3 separate regions of the Ovis aries genome follow, and all the other regions are linked to region 1. The links are chromatin contacts, called in public Hi-C maps. All regions are on one chromosome and are shown on one strand. Each heading gives the region's core, a stretch centred on a gene start, on an enhancer-like site or on the middle of the called end of the contact. The rest is flanking DNA. Distances are from core to core; before and after follow the strand shown. Region 1 overlaps ADARB1 (adenosine deaminase RNA specific B1). Region 2 overlaps SLX9 (SLX9 ribosome biogenesis factor). Region 3 overlaps SLX9 (SLX9 ribosome biogenesis factor).

The links. A called contact is a pair of places that touch in the nucleus more often than the background predicts.
Region 2: a Hi-C map of muscle shows a contact between it and region 1, with 8 times the contacts expected there. The contact joins two enhancer-like sites. A contact is called at or near these places in 11 of 16 Hi-C or Micro-C datasets (blood, hypothalamus, liver and 6 more).
Region 3: a Hi-C map of muscle shows a contact between it and region 1, with 5 times the contacts expected there. The contact joins two enhancer-like sites. A contact is called at or near these places in 2 of 16 Hi-C or Micro-C datasets (muscle and retroperitoneal adipose tissue).

The regions. Positions count from the first base shown.
Region 1 is chr1:265,694,907-265,697,991 of ARS-UI_Ramb_v3.0, reverse strand. All of the region lies in intron 3 of ADARB1 (adenosine deaminase RNA specific B1), which reads right to left. Among named protein-coding and RNA genes, the nearest start is that of ADARB1, 43 kb to the right of the region's middle. Within about 2 kb of position 1,596, at least 5 of the 54 cell types and tissues checked have an H3K27ac peak or open chromatin away from gene starts, as enhancers often do. A contact at or near this core is called in muscle, where this site is marked.
Region 2 is chr1:265,534,043-265,537,127 of ARS-UI_Ramb_v3.0, reverse strand. All of the region lies in intron 2 of SLX9 (SLX9 ribosome biogenesis factor), which reads right to left. Among named protein-coding and RNA genes, the nearest start is that of SLX9, 8.6 kb to the right of the region's middle. Within about 2 kb of position 1,622, at least 14 of the 54 cell types and tissues checked have an H3K27ac peak or open chromatin away from gene starts, as enhancers often do. A contact at or near this core is called in muscle, where this site is marked.
Region 3 is chr1:265,549,999-265,553,083 of ARS-UI_Ramb_v3.0, reverse strand. SLX9 (SLX9 ribosome biogenesis factor) reads right to left here. Exons shown (of 6, transcript XM_027961114.2): 5 at 2,710-2,775; 6 at 685-1,602. The coding sequence ends at 1,479. Among named protein-coding and RNA genes, the nearest start is that of SLX9, 25 kb to the right of the region's middle. Within about 2 kb of position 1,428, at least 13 of the 54 cell types and tissues checked have an H3K27ac peak or open chromatin away from gene starts, as enhancers often do. A contact at or near this core is called in muscle, where this site is marked.

The DNA.
Region 1 (3,085 bases), core at 347-2,846:
TCCCTGGTGTCTCAGTGGTAAAGAATCTGCCTGCCAATGCAGGAGACGCAGGTTCAATCCTTGGATCAGGAAGAACCCCTGGAGAAGAAAATGGCAACCCACTCCAGTATTCTTGCCTGGAGAATCCCACGAACAGGGGAGCCTGGCGGGCTACAGTCCATGGGATCACAAAGAGTCAGACACGACTGAGTGACTGAACAACTCCTAGATATGTTTCACTTACTTCTAATGTGTTCTTGGTTTTTAAAGCAGATACCCCATGATAACTCCCACCTTCACCCCCTGCCACAACAGGCAGGGGCACACAAGACACACACCATCAGCTCTCCACTCGCCAACAGGCCAGCGCAAACAAGCACCAACCCACACGCCAAGGAATGAGGCCTCGGGCAGAGTCCTGTCCGGACCCATCTTCCGAGAGAGCAGACGCCACCTGCGCAGGCCTGTGTACACGCGTGTGAGTCCAGACAGACCCGGAGTTACAGGCTCGGCATACCCCCACCCCTTCCCACCTGGGTCAGCGCCGACAGCCAGCCCTGTGTCTGGAGCGGAGCCCGGGAAACAACTCTCCAGATCACTTCCTCCCGACCAGTGGGACGGTGGAACTTGCTGATATACCTATGAGACCTGACAATGGAGTGCCCGTATTTTCTTTCTGAAAAACAAACTGATATCCAAAGGATACCTGCTTCTCCAGTGCAGACCTACCGGCCCACGTCTGCGGGGAGAACGGCGGGTCTCGGAGGGGCAGTGCCAAGACCGAGGCGGACGGTGCATCTGACCACGGGGCGGCCAAGCTGTGCAGACCCCCATCCCCAGCCCCCGGGACCCTCCCTCTGCACAGCCACAGCTGCAGGTCCTCAGGCTCCGCCACACCTCTCTGCTGTGACGGGCTCAGATGCCCCCAGAACGTGTGCCAGAACGTCCCCATCTCCTCTGGCAGCATCACCGCTGTGACGGTCACTCACTGCAGAGCCCCGCAGGCCTGGGGTTACAGTCACACAGCCGTCTTGTCCAGCACAGAGGTTCTGAGTCGAGTGCCCAGAGCTGTGCCCAGCGTTGCCCACCCATCATCACCCAGCTGCAGGAGGTGCCAGCCCATGTCACTCATGAAGCCTCCTTGGGCAGGACACTAAGAACCAATGAACCCAGGCATCAGCCTAAACGATGGCCCCAGACATATGGCCAACCTCCAGATATTTGGGCGAGCCCAGCTGAGGTCCCCATCACTGCGGAGCACAGACAGGCCATCCACACACCCCCCGCAAATCCCTGACCCAGGAAGACACAAGCAGAACAACATCGTGGCTGTTCTCTGAAGCTGAGCCTTGGGTGTTTAAGTTAAGTAGCAAGAGACCCCCCAGAATGGAGCTACTCCAAAAATCTTGTAAACTTAGGTAAAATGAGCAAATTCCAAGCAAAATGCAACTCATCAAAGCTGACTCAGGAAGAAATGGAAAATTCGACTAGACTACCAATATTAAAGTAGAATCAAGAGAGAAAAAAAATCACTGTACGAACAACAGTCCATGCCTGGATGGCTCCCCAAGGAAGTTCGCCCAACACTCAGCAGGAACACATCTGCCAAGTGCCAGGAGGAAGGAGGAAGTGTCAGCCAAACTGCTCCCAGGGACAGACGTAAACACCCTCGACAAAACGTCAGCGAATGTAGTCCTGACTAATCCTGCATGATCTAGCTGGATTTGTGCTGGAACATGAGAATGACTGCATGCATGGAAACCTATCGATGTAATCCTCTGCGCTAATAAACCATAGGAGGACATCTCATGACCCCACTACTGGCAGCTCAGTAGCAGGCACAGTTGAGATAGATTCCAAGGGACACAGGCTTCTGTGCTGATGTAGAGAGAACGGCAAGCACAGTGCTGTTCTGAAACCCAGAACAGCAGCCTTGTCTGCATGGGGAGAGGCTGTGGTCAAGGAGGAGCTCGAGGGAGACTGAGACACGTCTGCTTTTACCCTGGGGAGGGCAGAGGACAGACGTGTCATCAGAACCGCTCTCCTGACCCTCATGCCTCTGTAGGAGTCACACAGCTTACAACACAGATGTAGGAGAAAATCACAGGGCACAGAAGACAAACCCGCCATGGTGCCCACGGTGTTAGGGAGCACTGTCGGTGCCCACGGTGTTAGGGAGCAGTGTCGGTAACGACGGGGCCCAGCACAGCTGACCCAGGAACGGCCCGGGAACGACACGGCCAAGCACGGTGCCCGAGTCCCCAGGTCCCGTGTCCTCGGGTCGCGCAGTGCTGTAGAACTGCTGCTGACGGAAAGGTGACCCATTCACACCCTAGCTGGGCCAGGGCCAGCTGCACCTGCCACACTGTGAACCAGACGAGACCAGTGACAGCGGCACTGCCTGCAGCAGCAAAGAGAGCCGAGGAGCCTGGGTGTAAAGGGCAGCAAGACCTCAGGCAAGGCCGGGAGAGGCAGCTGGAGTGCTCCTGCCAGTCAAAGTGCAAGCGTTAGTCGCTCGGTTGTGGCTGACTCTTTGTGACCCCATGGACTGCAGTCTGCCAGGCTCCTCTGTCCACAGGATTCTCCAGGCAGGAATACTGGAGTGGGCTGCCATTCCCTTCTCCAGGGGTTCTTCCTGGGATCCAAACCTGGGTTTCCTACATTGTAGGCAGATTCTTTACTATCGGAACCATCAGGGAGGTTTCCTATTTCTTGCAAAAGAGAAGAAGAGAGACCCTGTGGGAGAAGGGAGAGGCAGGCAGGGAGCCAGGCTGCAGGGAGAGGAGGCCAGCTGATGGCGCAGGGTCAGGAGCCAGGACCCTGCCTGGCTCGATACACCCGGCACGCCACAGGAGAAGGGCAGGGCCTGGGCACCCTAAAACTCTGGAAGGGGTGGAGGGGGTGGGACATGGAGGAGCCCTGTCAGCTGGAGGCTCCATGGTCTCCAGTCCCGGACACACCCAGGCACCACCGCCACCGCCTCCCGGAGCCCTCTCCTGGTGGCTGCGCCTGGCTCAGGACACCCCCCTCTGACAGCAGTGCGACCACTCATTAGTCAGGCTGCAAGGGTTTCTGCAGGGCTTCACCGTTCTGCTGACCAAAGGAG
Region 2 (3,085 bases), core at 373-2,872, 160 kb after region 1:
CTAAGATTTTGAAATCATTTCAAAGAAAAAGAGTCTACGACAAGTGTGGACTGACGGAATTCTAAGTCTACAGCCTGTGATCAAGGGGCAAGGTGGCAGGTGGGTCAAGACCACCCTGTACCACCCAGGACCGGTACCCAGGACCCCTTCTCGGCAGCCAGGACCCCCACTCACACTTAGGAAACAGGTCCCAGCATGCCAACCCTGTTTGAGGCCCAGGCGCTGGGGAAGCCTGGGTGACCAGCGCATACCTCCACGTCAGCTGCTGTGAAACACGCGCTGCAGAGCCGTGAGCATCTTAGTGATGCTTCAGGTGAGAGGGTCACTTCAGGTGAAAACTCACTGGGACAGAAGGCACGGCTGATGAAGCCCAGCCCCCTCCCTGGGGAAGCACTGCTCCTTACAGAGACCTGAGCCCAGGGACTTGAGCCCAGCCTCAGGGCTGATCCAGAGGCACTGCCTGAGGGCGGCCCTCCCACTAGGAGGAGGACGGCGGGGACTTGCTGCCAGGCCGGACGCTTCCTGCCAGCGTCTCCCCCTCTGGCCACCTGTGTCCTGCGCTGTGCGCAACAGGCCAGCGGCCACCCACCGTGCTGCCCTGTGATTCTGACCCACCCTGCCTGCAGGGCACTGGAGGTCCCTGCGCACTCGGCTCCTCGGCACCCCGGGCCTGTCCAGATGCCTCTTCATGCAGCCACGCCACAGCCAAATCCTCCTGCCTTTGGCACCAGCCAAGCCCACCAGAGCCAGGAAGAGGCCCTGGGAAACATCTGTCCCCCTCCTCCTCCTCCTCCTCCTCCTCCCACTGGCCCGAGGGCCCAGCCCTTCCCTTGATGCCATGCAGGCGAGGTCCTCCGGGCTGGACCCTGACTGCCCTTCCCAGCTTCCCTCTGTCAGGCAGAATGGGCTTGATCAGACGACAGCAAGGCGAGCCCAGCAGTGGCCTTCCCTGCCTCCAGCTGCCAGCAGGCCCAACGCAGTGGCCTGTGCCCTCCAACTTGCTGGTCGAGTACCCAGAACTGGCCCTGCCAGTCAGGGTCAGGGTGCCCCCGGAGGCGGTGGGCTCCTCCCCTCAGAGCCTCCCCATGGCAAGGAGGCAAGAGCCTGGGCAAGATGGAGAGGCGTGCAGAGCTTACGGCCACAGAGGCCACAGCGCCTCCAACAGCAGGTGACCAGCACCACAGCCAAGACCAGGACAGTGTGGTATCCTTCAGCTCCCAGACCCACACACACTGCTGCCCACCGAAGACCTCCAGGCCTCCTCTCCGCGTCCTCCGGAGGCCAGGGGGACCAAGGGGAGAGCCAACCACCAGCCTCCCACCCAAAGTGCATCCCACCCAGGGCCGGATGCAATGGATGGCAGCTTCCTCTCAGCCTGGACACCTCCTATTCCTGTTGCACTTGGGGGAGAGGAGTGAGGAGAACTGGATTCCGTCACAGCCCTGACCTCACAGCTGCAGGAAAGGCGGGGAGGTCTGATGGGGAGCTTCATCACAAGCCCCTCTGGGAGGTGCTCGGATCCTCCAATGCCTGAGGTCAGCCTGCTCAAGCCTCTTCTCCTCCCCCAGGCAGGACAGGCCTGAGGAGCAGATGCAGCGCTGCTGCCCTCTGCTGAGCACCTGCCTGGGAGTTTCAGAGGAGACCATGGTGGCCGGTCAGCAGGGGGAGCTCTGCTACAGAGAGAGGGACGGTCAAGTGCGGAGCTCTCTGCCTGGGAGACAAGACCGGTGCCCCCAAAACCCGGTCCCTCCACCGCGACCTCCAGACCAGCAGGTCCACTCACCACCATCACATCCCCAGCTTCTCCGCCCAGAGCCCTGCAGACATGCTGCACGGCCACCTCCTCTCTCTGGTCCTTCTGCTCCTGCATCCCTGACCAGGCCTGTCCTCCACCTGCTCACGCCTCTGCTTGCATCTAGGGGTTGGGACTGTCCAGCCCAGGGTACAGAGGACTGGGGACACCCAGACACTTATCTGAGCACAGAGCTTGTTTCCTGCATGGTCGCAGTGCAAGGGAATACAGAACGAGAAACAGAACTGGCCGGTGGCACCCCATGGGAAGAGGACGTGGAGCCCAGAAGGGCCCCAGATCTCTACTGGCCCTCCAGTCCCCAGTCCCCACCCAGAGCTGAGTCCCACTGGTAGTGGGTGGGGGTGGTCTGTGGGGTGGGGAGGCCCATCACCTCAGAGCCCAGTGTTTCCCCCTAGGAGGCTGAGCCCCTGCCTGAATCAGAAGGAAAAGTGGGGGCAGTCCTAGGCCGGCAGGGCTCCCAAAGGCTCCCCATGGAAGCTAATGGAGATGCCACCAGCAAGGCCCACCAGCCCCCCTACCCTGGGGTCCACCAGCCCCACTGTGTCCAGGCTTCAGGGGAGGGGGGCACCACCAGGCTCTGGGATCACATGACCACAGGGCAGCGTAGCACGTGACCACAGGGGCCAGGGAGGCAGGCAGTAGAGCTGCCTGCGCCCCAGCCCACGGCGAGGACACTCGTCCAGGTGGACACGTACCCTGCCTGCATGGCCCAGCAGGTCGCGAGCAGAGCTGAGTCACCGGACACCACGTTCCCCATGACCTGTGTCTGCCCTGGCCACCAGTCCAGCTCAAACCCGGGGGGCTGCCAGGCCCAGCGCCCAAGGGAGCCAGGGCACGGGCCAATGTGGAGGCAAGTGGGCATGGTGACAGACACGTGCCACGGGGAACCGGGCGCCTAGGACAGTGGAGAGGGGGTCCACTCAATGGGACATGTGGGCAGTAAGGCCCACAGCTTCACCATCCTAAGGCCAGGCCCAGGCACCATTCCCAATATTCCATTCTTACAAACTTGTCTGAACCCCAACACAGCAAATAAGGCCTGTCATTACCCCGATCTCCAGCGGGAGGCTCGGCGTGGGGCCTCAGGCCGCCCACCCACCCTCTCCACCCTCGACACTGGGGCTCTCAGGGCTCTGGCAGCCGCAAGGCCACAGGCACAGAGCCCGCTGCTCTGAGCTCCAAGCTCCGGGCCGTCTCCTCCTGTCACTCTCCTTTAGCTTTCTGTACTTTATGACATTTTTTTTTTGGAGAGACTGCTTTCCAAGAGCCGGC
Region 3 (3,085 bases), core at 179-2,678, 140 kb after region 1:
CAGTCCATGGGGTCACATCAGAGGGTGAGGCCCCAGCACGAGCCAGCCCTCCACCCCGCCTCCCCCCATCCCCAGGCCAACTCCTCCCTCACCTGTCCTGAGCCCTGCCCCACACGGCAGCAGAGGCATTCACTGGGGGGCCCGGGCGACGCTGACCCAGGACACCAGCATCCCCCAGGGCTCTGCTGCCCCCACTCTTAAGTCCCCTCTCCTTGCTGCTCACATCCTGCCCTCTACGCCTCAGGGAAGCAGCAGGCGCCCACGGCTTGTCATGTCGACCGAGGTCCGTCTTCCTAGGGGACCCACCACCCCACGGCCACGGACTCTGCCCTGGCGTCTCATCTGTCTTGCTCGGAGCCCTCGCTCCCTCGGGCTAGTAGCCGCTGCTCCTTCCGCTGGGTGACACCACTGCCCAGGCCACTCTGCCACAACCCTCAGGGGGCTCCTCCACTGCGCCACTCTCCCCTCCCCCAGCCCCCACTCCCTCTCCGATGCCTGGGGGCTTGCGGGACTCTGCCCCTGCCTCCGCCAACTACTGGGGGCTGCATAACACCTGGCTGGAGAGCCCCATCCGCGACCAGAGCCCCTCAAAGGGCCCGTAGGGCGGACACCCCAGCTCAGGCCCACCAACCCTTCAGAGCCCGAAAGCAAACTGAGTTTAAAATGCACATGAAAACCACCCAATTGTTTGTCACTTAACTTTATTACCAAATATTCCAAGTGCATTCTATGAAGATTAAAAACACAGGTAAGCAGCAGGGAAGTCCCTCCAGGTCAGAGACGGCAGCCAGCAGGCTCCCAAGAAGTGGGAGGGAGAGGGGGTCTCTCCCACCTGCCCTCCTTCCCCGCCCCACCCCCAACCGTCTGGGTGGCAGGGCACTCTGCTTGGGGCGGGGGGCATCGCCAGACGGTTGCAGCTTCTCAGCCACATTGCCAGCGAGTCTGCCGCAGTGGAGGGCAGTGGGTGGCCACCGAAGAGGACGGCAGTGTCGGGCTCGCCCCGCACCTCCCCATCCTCCCCCCAGCCCCACAGGTGAGGTCAAGGAGAAGGTCCTGGCGTCGGGCAGAGGCCAGAGGCCCTGACAGAGGGCATCACGAGAGGGTGGCCAAGCCGCATCCAGCCGCAGTCAGCCTGGAGCCCCTAGAGGACCAAGCCAGAGGGCTTGTCTCTTAATATGACACATGAGTGCAAGTCACTTCCCACAAACCCAGACGAAAGAGAAAGGCGAGGAGAAGGCTGGCTGCGTGGCTACACCACCTCCTGTGGGCATGGACATCTGGGGTTTTCCAGCAGTGTTTTTATTGCAAAAATAAATGTGTCGTCACAATACTCCCGTGTCAACTGCCTGTCTCCCGCCTGTGCCAAGCACAGCAGCCGTGTCACGGAGGAAGTGGCTGGCAGCCCAGGGGACAGTGGCCAAGCTGGCCCTGGGCGCCTCCTTGTGGGTGGCCTCAGCGCTCGCACACGCCCCGCGGGGTCAGGGCTGCCCACTGCCCTCCAGCTGCATCTGCTCGGCCAACTGCCGCCCGATGGCCAGCAGAGGGCTGGCTCTATAGGCCGGACTGGCCAGCAGCTCCTGGAACCGCATCCGTTCCTCCTCGCTGCAAGAATGGAGAGCAGAGGTCAGTGGGGAGGGTGGGTGCGGAGCAGCCAGCAACCACAGGGCCAGCCTCGGCACAGCTACCCTTCAGGGAGGGACACCAGCACAGGGCTGGACAGGGCTGGACAGGGTGGGGTGTGAGGCAGGCTGTGGGGCTATGAGATTCTGCCTGCTGGGTCTGGGTGTGGGGGCGGATGGGGGTCTGAGGCCCGCGGGAGGGGGCACTTCAGGTAGGAGGGGAGGGGCTGCCCTGGGGCCTGTTCGTGGGCGCACAGGCCCCTCATCCGCCACGACTGTGATAAGGAGCTGCCAAGGCGGGGAATGCGCACTGCACACACAAGACCTCACACGGCAGCTCCTCGCCAGCTTGGTCTCGCAGGAGCAGGGGCGCCGGGCCAGGTGGTATTGGGGGTCTGCAGTGGGCCCACCCTCCCCGCAGAAGGCCCTGGGCCCCGAGTCCACAGGGGGGCTGTCTCTCTGTGGCCATCCCTAAGCCCAGCCGGCCACGTCACCTCCCCAAGGCGCCAGGGCCAGCTCACACTTTGGCCCTGCAGCCCAGCACAGACAGGGGCGACCTGCTCAAGTGCCTCTGGGGACAACACCTCTGCCACTGAAACTGAGGTGACCTGGTCCGGAAGCTCAGGGCAGCAGGCCCGTCATAGCACTGTGGTGGGGATGACCCTGGCCTTGGGATGGCGAGGCAGGGAGGAGAGCCCAGCCTGTACCCTCCACAGGTGCATGACCAAAGACAAGGTCAGACCACACCACACTCCAGCTTCCTGTGCTGCTGACGGGGAGACTGTAGACCCCAGCGGATGGCTGGCTGACTGGCCAGGTGTCCACACTCCCAAGACGCCTGGGACCCGGGTCCCAAGGGCAGCTCCCCCAAGACCCAGCAGCTGTCCTTAGCACTCCAGGGGAAGGGGCTTCCTGGTCCCTGGAGACAGTCATCCACGCCCCCCCAGGCTGAGCCCCAGCACACCAAGGACTCGGGTGGGGGAAGCCCTGGATGGGCCATGTAGAGGCAGGCAGGACGCCAGGCGTCCTTTGCATGTGTGTGTGTGGCGGGGGCGCGGGGGGGCGGCGGGGGGGGGGGGCCAGTACTCACAGGAGCTGAAGCCTCTGCTGAGCGCTCATCCGGCTCAGCTCGGCGGGTCGGGGCCTGCTGGCTGCCCTGCTGGGGACACGAAGAAAGGGGTCAGCATGGCCCACGTTTGAGTCTTGACCGGAGGCCACAGTCCACACAGGGCTCTCTGCTGGCCTGGAAGGCTACAGGTGCCACACGGCAGGAGGGACCTGGCAGAGCAGGGACTCAGAAAACCTGTGAGTCCTGAACCACCACCTAACTTACCTCCAGACCAGGAGCCCTCATTTCTTATTCACGTTCCCTCTTTTCCCTGGTCTCAGCTGCTCTGTGGCTACTTCATCCCGACTCCTTCCCACTCCAGACCCCCAGGACAGCCCCCTTCTGGCCCAGTGTCAGC